Linked DNA regions of Sus scrofa: region 2 is linked to region 1. A link is a contact called in public promoter capture Hi-C data. All regions are on one chromosome and are shown on one strand. Each heading gives the region's core, a stretch centred on a gene start, on an enhancer-like site or on the middle of the called end of the contact. The rest is flanking DNA. Distances are from core to core; before and after follow the strand shown. Region 1 overlaps AFF1 (AF4/FMR2 family member 1). Region 2 holds the start of AFF1 (AF4/FMR2 family member 1).

Region 1 (4,538 bases), core at 514-3,013:
TGCCATGAGCTGTGATGTAGGTCGCAGATGCAGCAGTTCCTGGGCCAGGGATCTAACTTGCACCACAGCTGCTATGGCTGCGATGTAGGCCAGCGGCTGTGGCTCCAATTTGACCCCTAGCCTAGAAACCTCCATGTGCCGCAGGTGTGGCCCTAGAAAAGACAAAAAAAAAAAGTTTATATTTTTTTTAAACAATTTTTTTTTTAATGGCCACACCCTCAGCATAGGGAAGTTCCCAGCCCAAGATCTGACTCCAAGCCATAGCTCTAGCAACACTGGATCCTTTAACCCCGGCGCAGGGCTGGGCATGGAACACCTGCCTCTGCAGCAACCTAGGCCGATGCAGTCTGATTCTTAACCCATTGTGCTATAGTGGGAACTCCAATTTTTTTTTATATTTAGGGCTGCACCCGAGTTATATGGAAGTTCCCAGGCTTGGGGTCGAATCAAAGCTGCACCTGCACACCTCTGCCACAGCAGATCCGAATTTGACCTACAACGAAGCTCGCAGAAATGCCAGATCCTTAATCCATTGAGCAAGGCCACAACAGGAACTCCCAACGAAATTTTAATTTAAGAAATAGAGGACAAAATCTTTCTAACATACCTTAAGTCAAAAAAAAAAAAATTTAACAAGTTCCCTTAATCAGAACTGTTAAATAATCATTCAATGTGTGCATTTACTCCACAATAGTCATTCAATGATTCTGATTTTCTACACACACTTTTTTTTTTTTTTTGCCTCCCCCCGCATGGCATGCAGAAGTTCCTGGGCCAGGGATCTAATCTGCACCACAGCAGCAACCATGACAGATCCTCAACCCACTGCACCATAAAAGAATTCCCAATTCTACCCTTTAACGGCGTTTTTGGTCTTAAAGTTACATAGGTTAAGTGTAAGAATTTTCACTTCATTTCAACGCGACATTGGTTAAGGAGGACACTGCAGAGATCACTTTGCCAAAAGAGGGGGGCTCAAGGTGCCAGGGGATGGCCTCGAACAAATCAGATACGAGAACAAAGGAGGAGAAAGAGGATGAGCATCACCACCCTGGGTGGGCAGAGATACCAGGGCGAACCGGAAAATAAGCAGCGCTGGAAACAACTGCCTCCCCCCTCGGCTGTGACCGCAACACAAAGCAGCGCCCACCTTGCTGGTTCTGAGAAAGTCCCCTTCTTCCCCAGATTTACTCCGTACTTTTCCGGTCCTCTACCATGATCTTCGAAGTGGGGGTGCATGGATGTCCTCAAGAGGGATGCCGTCAAAGGTTCGCAGAATTGATTTCCAGGTCCTTCATTCCCAAAGGCCCTTCGCTTCTTTCCCGAATCCAGAGCGCAGGCTTTCCTCCTACCTCCTCCCACGTGCCCCTTGCCCTTCCCTACAGGAAGGAGAAAAGCAGGCCCCTCATCCATCCCAAATCAATCTTGCAAATGTAATTCGCTCCAGGGTGCAAATACCTCTGAGGTCCCAAAGGAACGGTTCTAGGTTCTGGTTCTAGGTTCTGCGTAGGACAGTCCCTGAGCGCCAATCAAGCATCGCTCCTGGGTGCCTGTTACAGACATCCAGCCAACCCGCCCGGAGCAAGACCCTGCCTCACCAATCCGGCTGTGTTAGGATTAGGAAACGGAGTTGGAAACTTTCTCTGCTGTGACTGAGCTTTGAGGAGACAGCCTTGGGGTTGTTCACCCCACGCAACGAGCAACAATCTTTAAGACTATACTGCCTGACGTCATCTCTTCCTTCACCCAAGGTCTTTTTCTCATATCTTCTCTTTGTCATCAATAAAACATCCTTCCTCCCCCTCCCAATACCCCTGCCCAACCAGACCAGAGACTTCTTCTCGGCCTATTGACAAATTCAAGTTTGCCCAACAGGTGAACGAGCAGGATGCTATGGGACCTTCCCAGGACAGACTCTTCCCCCGAAGCCTCTGCTTTAGCTCCTCTCTGGAGTACCTAGATAATAGTATCTGACGCATATTTCCTAAGATGTTTTGCAGCTGCTAAAACCCTCCACCAAATGGAAGAAATTAACTACTTGATGACCAGACCCTAGGGGCTCCTGAAGATAGTGCGAACCCCCGTGACACTGGCCTGTTACCTCGCCATCAACCAGAGACCTTCGCATCAACCAGAGACCTGCGCACGAGCTGATCACACGCCCTGGGACGCCCCTCCCTCACCTGCCCTTTAAAAAGGCTTTGCTGAAACCCTTCAGGGAGTTTCCGGGTTTTTTGAGCAGGAGCCACCCATTCTCCCAGCTCTGCCCTTTGATAAACCTTTCTCTCCTCTAAACTCCAACTTTGTTTGGCCTCACCCTGAGGGGGGGGTCACACCACAAGAATTCGGTAACAAACACACTTCTTTTTTAAATAGTCCTTTTTATTTATTTTTGGCCACACTCAGAGGCATAGGGAAGTTCCTAGGCCAGGGATAGAATCTGAGCCACAGCTGCTCCTACACCACAGCACTGGGCCTGGGATCAAACCCGCACCTCAGAGGCCACCTGAGCTGCTGCAGAGACAGTGCCAGATCCTTAAGCGGCTGGACATCACAGCAGGAACTTCTGGAATGATTTTAGATGTACAGAAAAGTTGCAAAGAATTCTCACATACCTCCCTAGCCAGTCTCCCCATGTTCACACCTTAGAGTACTACTTGTCATTTGTCAAAACCGGGACACATTAGAATATTACCATGAACTGGAGTTCCTGTCGTGGCTCAGTAGTTAACGAATCCGACTAGGAACCATGAGGTTGCGGGTTCGGTCCCTGGCCTCACTCAGTGGGTTAAGGATCCGGCGTTGCCGTGAGCTGTGGTGTAGGCTGAAGATGCAGCTCGGATCTGGCGTTGCTGTGGCTCTGGTGTAGGCCCATGCCTACAGATCCAATTCGACCCCTAGCCTGGGAACCTCCATATGTCGTGGGTGCGGCCCTAAAAAGACAAAAAAAAAAAAAAAAAAAAAAAAGAATATTACCAAGAACTAGACTCTAGACTTATCTTAATTTCCATGAATGTTCTCTTTCTGCTCCAATCCAGAGTATCACACATGACATTGTGTGACAGTTTCTCAGTCTTTCCTGGTTTTTTATAATCTTGACAGTTTTGAGGACTTCTGGCCAATATCCCCCCATCCGGGTTTGTCTAATGTTTTTCCCTTCAAGGCAAGGAAGGAATTAATATTCCACCTCCTGGGGGGTGGTAGTATCTATAACAGAGCATCTGGAATCCTTCTGTAAGAAATTCTCCATTGCTTCTCCATTCATTAATGTATTTGATCATTTATTTATATCAGCATGGCAAACATTCACAGCTATTTATCTTTTGGGCTATAATCCAATACCATTCGATTTCTTTCACTGCTCAAATTGCTCCAGCCCTGGACACCGGGGGCTCTTCCCTGTTACCTTCTCGTCCCTTTTTTTTTCCCCCCTTTGTCTTTTGAGCACTTCCTTACTTTCTGGTACTAGAAGATGTTCTGGGCTCACCTCCTATTTTCTTTTTTTTATTTTTTTTATTTTCCCACTGTACAGCAAGGGGGTCAGGTTATCCTTACATGTATACATTACAATTACAGTTTTTCCCCCTCACCTCCTATTTCCTTTACCCCAGTTCTAGAATCAGCCATTTCTCCCACTTTTCACTCTTATCTCTCCTAAAACTACTGCCCACCCTCCTGCTATCACAGCTAAGCTTCCTAAACCAAGAACGATCTGCTCCTTGGAAGCTCTCTCCTCTATGGGCTTCCAAGATACCTCTCATTTTGGGGGTGACTCGCTGTGTTTTCTACTTCTTCCTGCTCCCACATTCAGCATCCAATATGAGATGCTAGAAAATGTCCCTTATCTCTCAGTCTACGAGGTGCTGCCTTGGACAACAGCATGGGTGACCCTCCAAAAGTATAACTCCACCCCAAACCTCTCCCTACAGCTCCAAGTCCATTCTTTCTAGCTGCCCAGAAACACTTTCTTGGGTATTAAAAAGGTACTTAGGAGGCTGCCCCCGTGGATCATTCACTTAGTGAAAAGTGTCACCCTAGAGATGCCAAGAGGCATGCATCATTCAACCTAAGCTGCTCCTTCTGTCCACAAAGGGCAGTTTTGCTCCAGAGGGAGGGGACTATGTCACCTTCCCCAAAGAAAGGATGCCGTGGGGGTGGGGGCAGAGGTTAGCTGGTTCCGTTCTTGGGAATAAAGGCAGAATTCAGAGAGCACTTCCAATTAGCAGATCAGGAGGGATGTGGTAACAAAACTAAAAAAATTCATTATCTTTATAATGTGTTTTAACTGTAATGATTGGCAATTAACTTTTCGTTTTTTGGGTTTTTTTTTTTTTTTTTGGCCATGCCCATAGCATGGGGAAGTCCTTAAGCCAGGGACTGACCCTCCCTACAGCAGCGGGCCAAGCCACTGCAGTGACAATGCTGGATCCTTAACCCACTGCACCACAAGGGAACTCCAGTATAAGGTTTAAAAAAAAAAAAAAAAAAAAGTTGCTATTACAGTGTATTTGTTATGAACACACTTCATCAAAATTGAA
Region 2 (4,538 bases), core at 679-3,178, 59 kb after region 1:
GACATAATCCCTTCCTTCTCTCCATTCCTCTTCTGCATACTTATCTTCAAATTCTACTTTCTGACACTGGTTAAGAGACACCACCTTCAAATGAAAGCAGGCGAACGACCCAGAATTTTCAACTCTCCTGTGAATTTATTTCCAGAACATCCACTCAAGGAACCCTTTCCACTAAAGATGAAAGGCGAGCTAAGGAAATACATTAGACAGAGGAAGTAAACATTGAAACAGGGCCATGCCTAGGTATTCTTAAGCCTCCGAGCAGAATTAGACTCCTGAGTCCAAAGGTCTCCCCCCCCCCCCCCGGCTTTTCTGAGACTTCTACCTCCACCGGGAGTCTGACACCACGTAGGTCAGGCAGAGGTGTCTCAGCACCGCCCCTACCTTCTACCACCTCTGCATGACCTTGCTCTAAAATAATCTTGCACAAGCAACACCCCCCCCGAACAAATTCTCAGGCCAGGTCCTTGCCCAAGGTTTCTGTGGCTCAGTTCCTGAGCCCTTTTACCTTGCACCCGTTTCAAGGAACACTGGGTCTTCGCCTTCACGTATGGCTTCGCCTTTAAAGTTTCAAATCTGGTCGCGTTTCTCGACGGTATGTCATCCCCCATGCCCACCCGCGCCTCCAACGTGCACCAACAGGGTTAAAATGACCGCACCCCATCCTTAAAAAAACAAAACTTCGTCTGCAAGGCCTTCCCCACCCCCACTCCACCCCCCAACAGAGAAGGGCTCCCGGAAGATTAGGACACATCTCCACTTCCAAAGCCAAGGGTCTTCCAGGGACAATTTGCATAACAATGTGGGGGCCGTGTAAGGAAACTGCTACAAGACTAACCTAGGAGGAAAGTATCAAGACCCCGGAAGGTCCCTCGCAGCTTCATTAACCTAACTACCAACACGTTAAAGTACGCTTCCTATAACTCGCTTCCCCCACGTAATTCGCCGACCCCGGCGCTCGCAAAGTCCGAGGGCTCGTGTGCCGCAGGCAGTGAGAGGATCAGACACCAAGAACAAACGATCCTCAAGGGAAATTAACCAGATCCATGTTCTGCAGACGCCGTTTCCCTCTGCGCCAGGAGCAAGTCTCAGAAGGTGTCTCCAACTTTTGCCCTCCGTTTCCGGAGGCTGCGGACCACCAGACACACCTCCATCCCAACCACCATTTGAAGGGACTGGCACCACTAATCTCTCTCTACTAGACGCAGGGGGGAGGGGTGACGGGGGGGGCGGAATGGAGGAGAGAAAAGCCCTGCTTTTACCTCCCAGAGAAACTTCTGGGACTCTTCCATTATGCAACCCGGGGACCAGGTTACAACAACCGAACATCTTTCCTCAAGACTCGGGGCGCACAGGCAGATGGTTGATTTTGGGGAGTGGGAGAGGGGGAGGAGGATAGGTCTCTGCCTGTGTTTCCCTCCCCAGTTTTTCTAGATGCTACCTGCTGGAGATTTCTAAGTAAGGGTGGTGCGAGCTCTGCGTCTCCTTCGCCCGTTCTCCCCGAAGGTTCCCACCGGAAAAGTGGGAACGCCAGCGACTTGAGTCAGCGTGCTGGGAAGCCGGCAGCGAGGAGGAAGAGAGCTTGGGCTTCCCAGAAGTCAGAGGCCGCGGCGTTCGGGCCAGGATGACCCACCCCCTCCCCAGCCCGGGGGGCGCAGGGTTCTGCTTACCTTCTAGACCCTTAGTCCTGCAGTCTCGGGTCGTGCGCCCTCGCCGCCCTCGCCCGCCCCGGACCTGATGTGGTCGGGAAGGGGCGCTGGTGCGGAGAGCGCCGGGGAGTGTGTGCTCCCGAAGCTGAGCGGCGGCTCGCGCCGGACCCCACTCCCAGCCGCGGAGGCGAGAACGCAGCTGTGCCAGCGACGCGCGCAGGCGGAGGCCGAGTGCGCAGGAGCCGCGCGCCCGTCCGCTAGCTGGCAGGCAAGCCGGGCTTGCGGGCGGCCCAGGAACGCCGGGGAGGCGAGGCCACGCCCTCCCGTGGAGGCCACGCCCCCAGCGCGCCTCCGCTCCGCCCGGGCCACGCCCTCCAGCTGGCACCGCCCAGACGGAAAGGAGCGGCGCGGCCCTCCCCGGGAGACCAGTGGGAGGTGGAGGGCGAGCCGTCTCTCCGGGTGGAATACCGCAGGGACCGCTCCGGCGGCCTGGGTGACCCTGTCCCGGGCTGGTTTGGGGCGCAAGAACCCTTTCGATTTACAGCGAGATTAAGCTTCGGGTCAAGTTGTGACTAAAAGTGTCAAGGAGTCTTTTTGCAGTCTCCTATGCAATTGAAACAGATTCTGCGTCCTTTAAAGGCGATGATAGCCAACATCTGGAGAGGGTTTTACGGTTTATAAAGGGCTTTTCACTCACACACAGGCCTGTCTCATCTTCACAACAACCTAATAAAACAGACATATTATTGCTGCCCTTTCCCAAATACTGAAACCGAAGAGCCGAAAATAAGTATTGTGCCCAGTGTCACAAGCTTCAAAGTGGCACGGGAAACCGGTCTCCTGCATCCAGCCTTTCGGTGGTTGTTCTCCAGCAGCCCAACCCCAGAAAATTCCAGTGGGTACTGGGGCTTTGGCAAACAGATCCAAACGAAGGGAAAGCTCATGTCTGGTTAAGTTGCTACCGGATCCCTTTTGTGAACACACCAAGGAAAGAACACATGCTGAGTTCTCTGCGTCATCGCACCTTCCTGCCTGAAGGAGAGGCGGAAAGATTACATCAAATGGCCCTGACAGGCTTTTCCCCAGTATCTTAATAGTTTTAAATGGGTGAAATAATTTGGATGAAAGAAATCACCTTACTCAAACGTAACATGATGTAAATGCAAATTAGTACCGTGTATGAAAATAACCCCCTTCGGATAAGGAACAAGGGCCTACTACATAGCTCAGGGAACTATATTCAATATCCTGAGATAAACCATAGGGAAAAGAATATGAAAAAGAATGTGTATACATATAACTGAATCGCTTTGCTGCACAACAGAAATTAACACACGGTAAATCAACTCTACTTCCATTTAAAAATTAAAAAAAACTCAGTGACAATAAATCCCCTAAGACAGACTACGAAAAAGAATTCCCTTTCATAGCCTCTCTCTTCTCCATTTCTCTTTCTTTCTTTTCTTTTTTGTGATTGTTGCTGTTGCTTTTCCCCCTCATCACGCCTTCACTGTCTGCTTGCACAGGGTTTGAAAACTAAGTGACAGATATTTGCATTTCCAAACTAAACTTGGCTGCTTGATAATTTCCCATGGATTGTTTTCCAAAATATAACTTTTCTCCCTACTCCCTATGCCCCCATGATGATACTGATTGGATTGACCTTAACAGCGAAAATAATCTATGCGCCCCTGGTGAGGCTTGGTGTGCCTCTGGATGAGAGCTAAGGAGGTCTTTTCCGGGCTGGGTGGGAAAGCAGTCACACCTGAGGACCCGTGTTTGTGCAGGTAAATGTTCCTAACAGGATTGACACCTATTCTAATCATAACACATATTTTCATCTTTTTGAGATGGCATAAACACATTTCATTGTCAATTATATATAAGCCTAGTCATAATTTATAATCTGAAAGTTTTTACTACTCCTGTCTAAAACGTTTTCCTTTGTTGTGTTCTTAATCCCATAATATCTCCTACTGCCTTCAAGCTGTAGTCAACTTAGTAAATGATGTTGACAGTGAAAGTTGGATCATTTTATTTTACTGCTTTTGGAGCTGAGGGATGTAATTGTGCAAAAGTTTTTTGTTGGAGATAATTTAGCTTTGTTTCAGAGAAGAGTTCATTCCATTTATAGGAATATTTTCAAGGCGATGTGCTGGGTGATGGACCATATCAGTGACAAAAACAGAACACCTGTTTTCATGAGAGTCCATGCCTTGCAGAAAGAAACGAGGAAATAAAAAATCCCAGTGCACGTCTCTGTTGATAAATTTCCATAAAGGTGGTAGCTTTTTTTATTTTTTTAAACTTAATTTTATTTTATTATTATTATTTTTTTATCTTTTTGTCTTTTTAGGGCCGCACCCACGGCATATGGAGGTTCCCAGGCTAGGGGTCCAATAGGAGCTACAGCTGCCGGCCTCCACCACAGCCACAGCAATGCCAGATCCGAACCGTGTCTGCAACCTACACCACAGCTCATGGCAACACCAGATCCTTAACCCACTGAACAAGGCCAGGGATCAAAGCCACAACCTCATGGTTCCTAGTCAGATTCATTTCCACTGCGCCACGATGGGAACTCCTAGGAATTCTTTTTTTTTTTTAGGGCCGCACCTGAGGCATATAGAGGTTCCCAGGCTAGGAGTCTAATTGGAGCTGTAGCTGCTGGCCACACCACAGCCACAGCAACTCGGGATCCTCAACCCACTGAGCGAGGCCAGGTATGGAACCGGCATCCTCATGGATATTAGTCGGGTTCCTTAACCACTGATCCACGATGGGAACTCCCTCCCAGGAATTCTTAAGTTACATTTTTATGTCACTCAATAATGTTCTAGCATTTTCTTAATCTTGACAACCTAGTCAGTTTTTGATAGTTTCTGCTAA

Evidence for each region. Promoter capture Hi-C pulls out the DNA fragments that hold promoters and counts their contacts.
Region 2: a contact with region 1 is called in a promoter capture Hi-C map of fetal liver, with 2.7 times the contacts expected there. The contact joins the promoter of AFF1 here to the enhancer-like site in region 1. A contact is called at or near these places in 2 of 5 promoter capture datasets (fetal liver and liver), 19 of 47 Hi-C or Micro-C datasets (adipose tissue, alveolar macrophages, blood and 10 more) and 2 of 2 datasets of contacts at active chromatin or transcription factors (alveolar macrophages and skeletal muscle).

The regions. Positions count from the first base shown.
Region 1 is chr8:131,863,643-131,868,180 of Sscrofa11.1, forward strand. All of the region lies in intron 2 of AFF1 (AF4/FMR2 family member 1), which reads right to left. Among named protein-coding and RNA genes, the nearest start is that of AFF1, 59 kb to the right of the region's middle. Within about 2 kb of position 1,764, at least 3 of the 83 cell types and tissues checked have an H3K27ac peak or open chromatin away from gene starts, as enhancers often do. A contact at or near this core is called in fetal liver, where this site is marked.
Region 2 is chr8:131,922,886-131,927,423 of Sscrofa11.1, forward strand. AFF1 (AF4/FMR2 family member 1) reads right to left here and starts at 1,929. Exons shown (of 21, transcript XM_021101783.1): 1 at 1,671-1,929.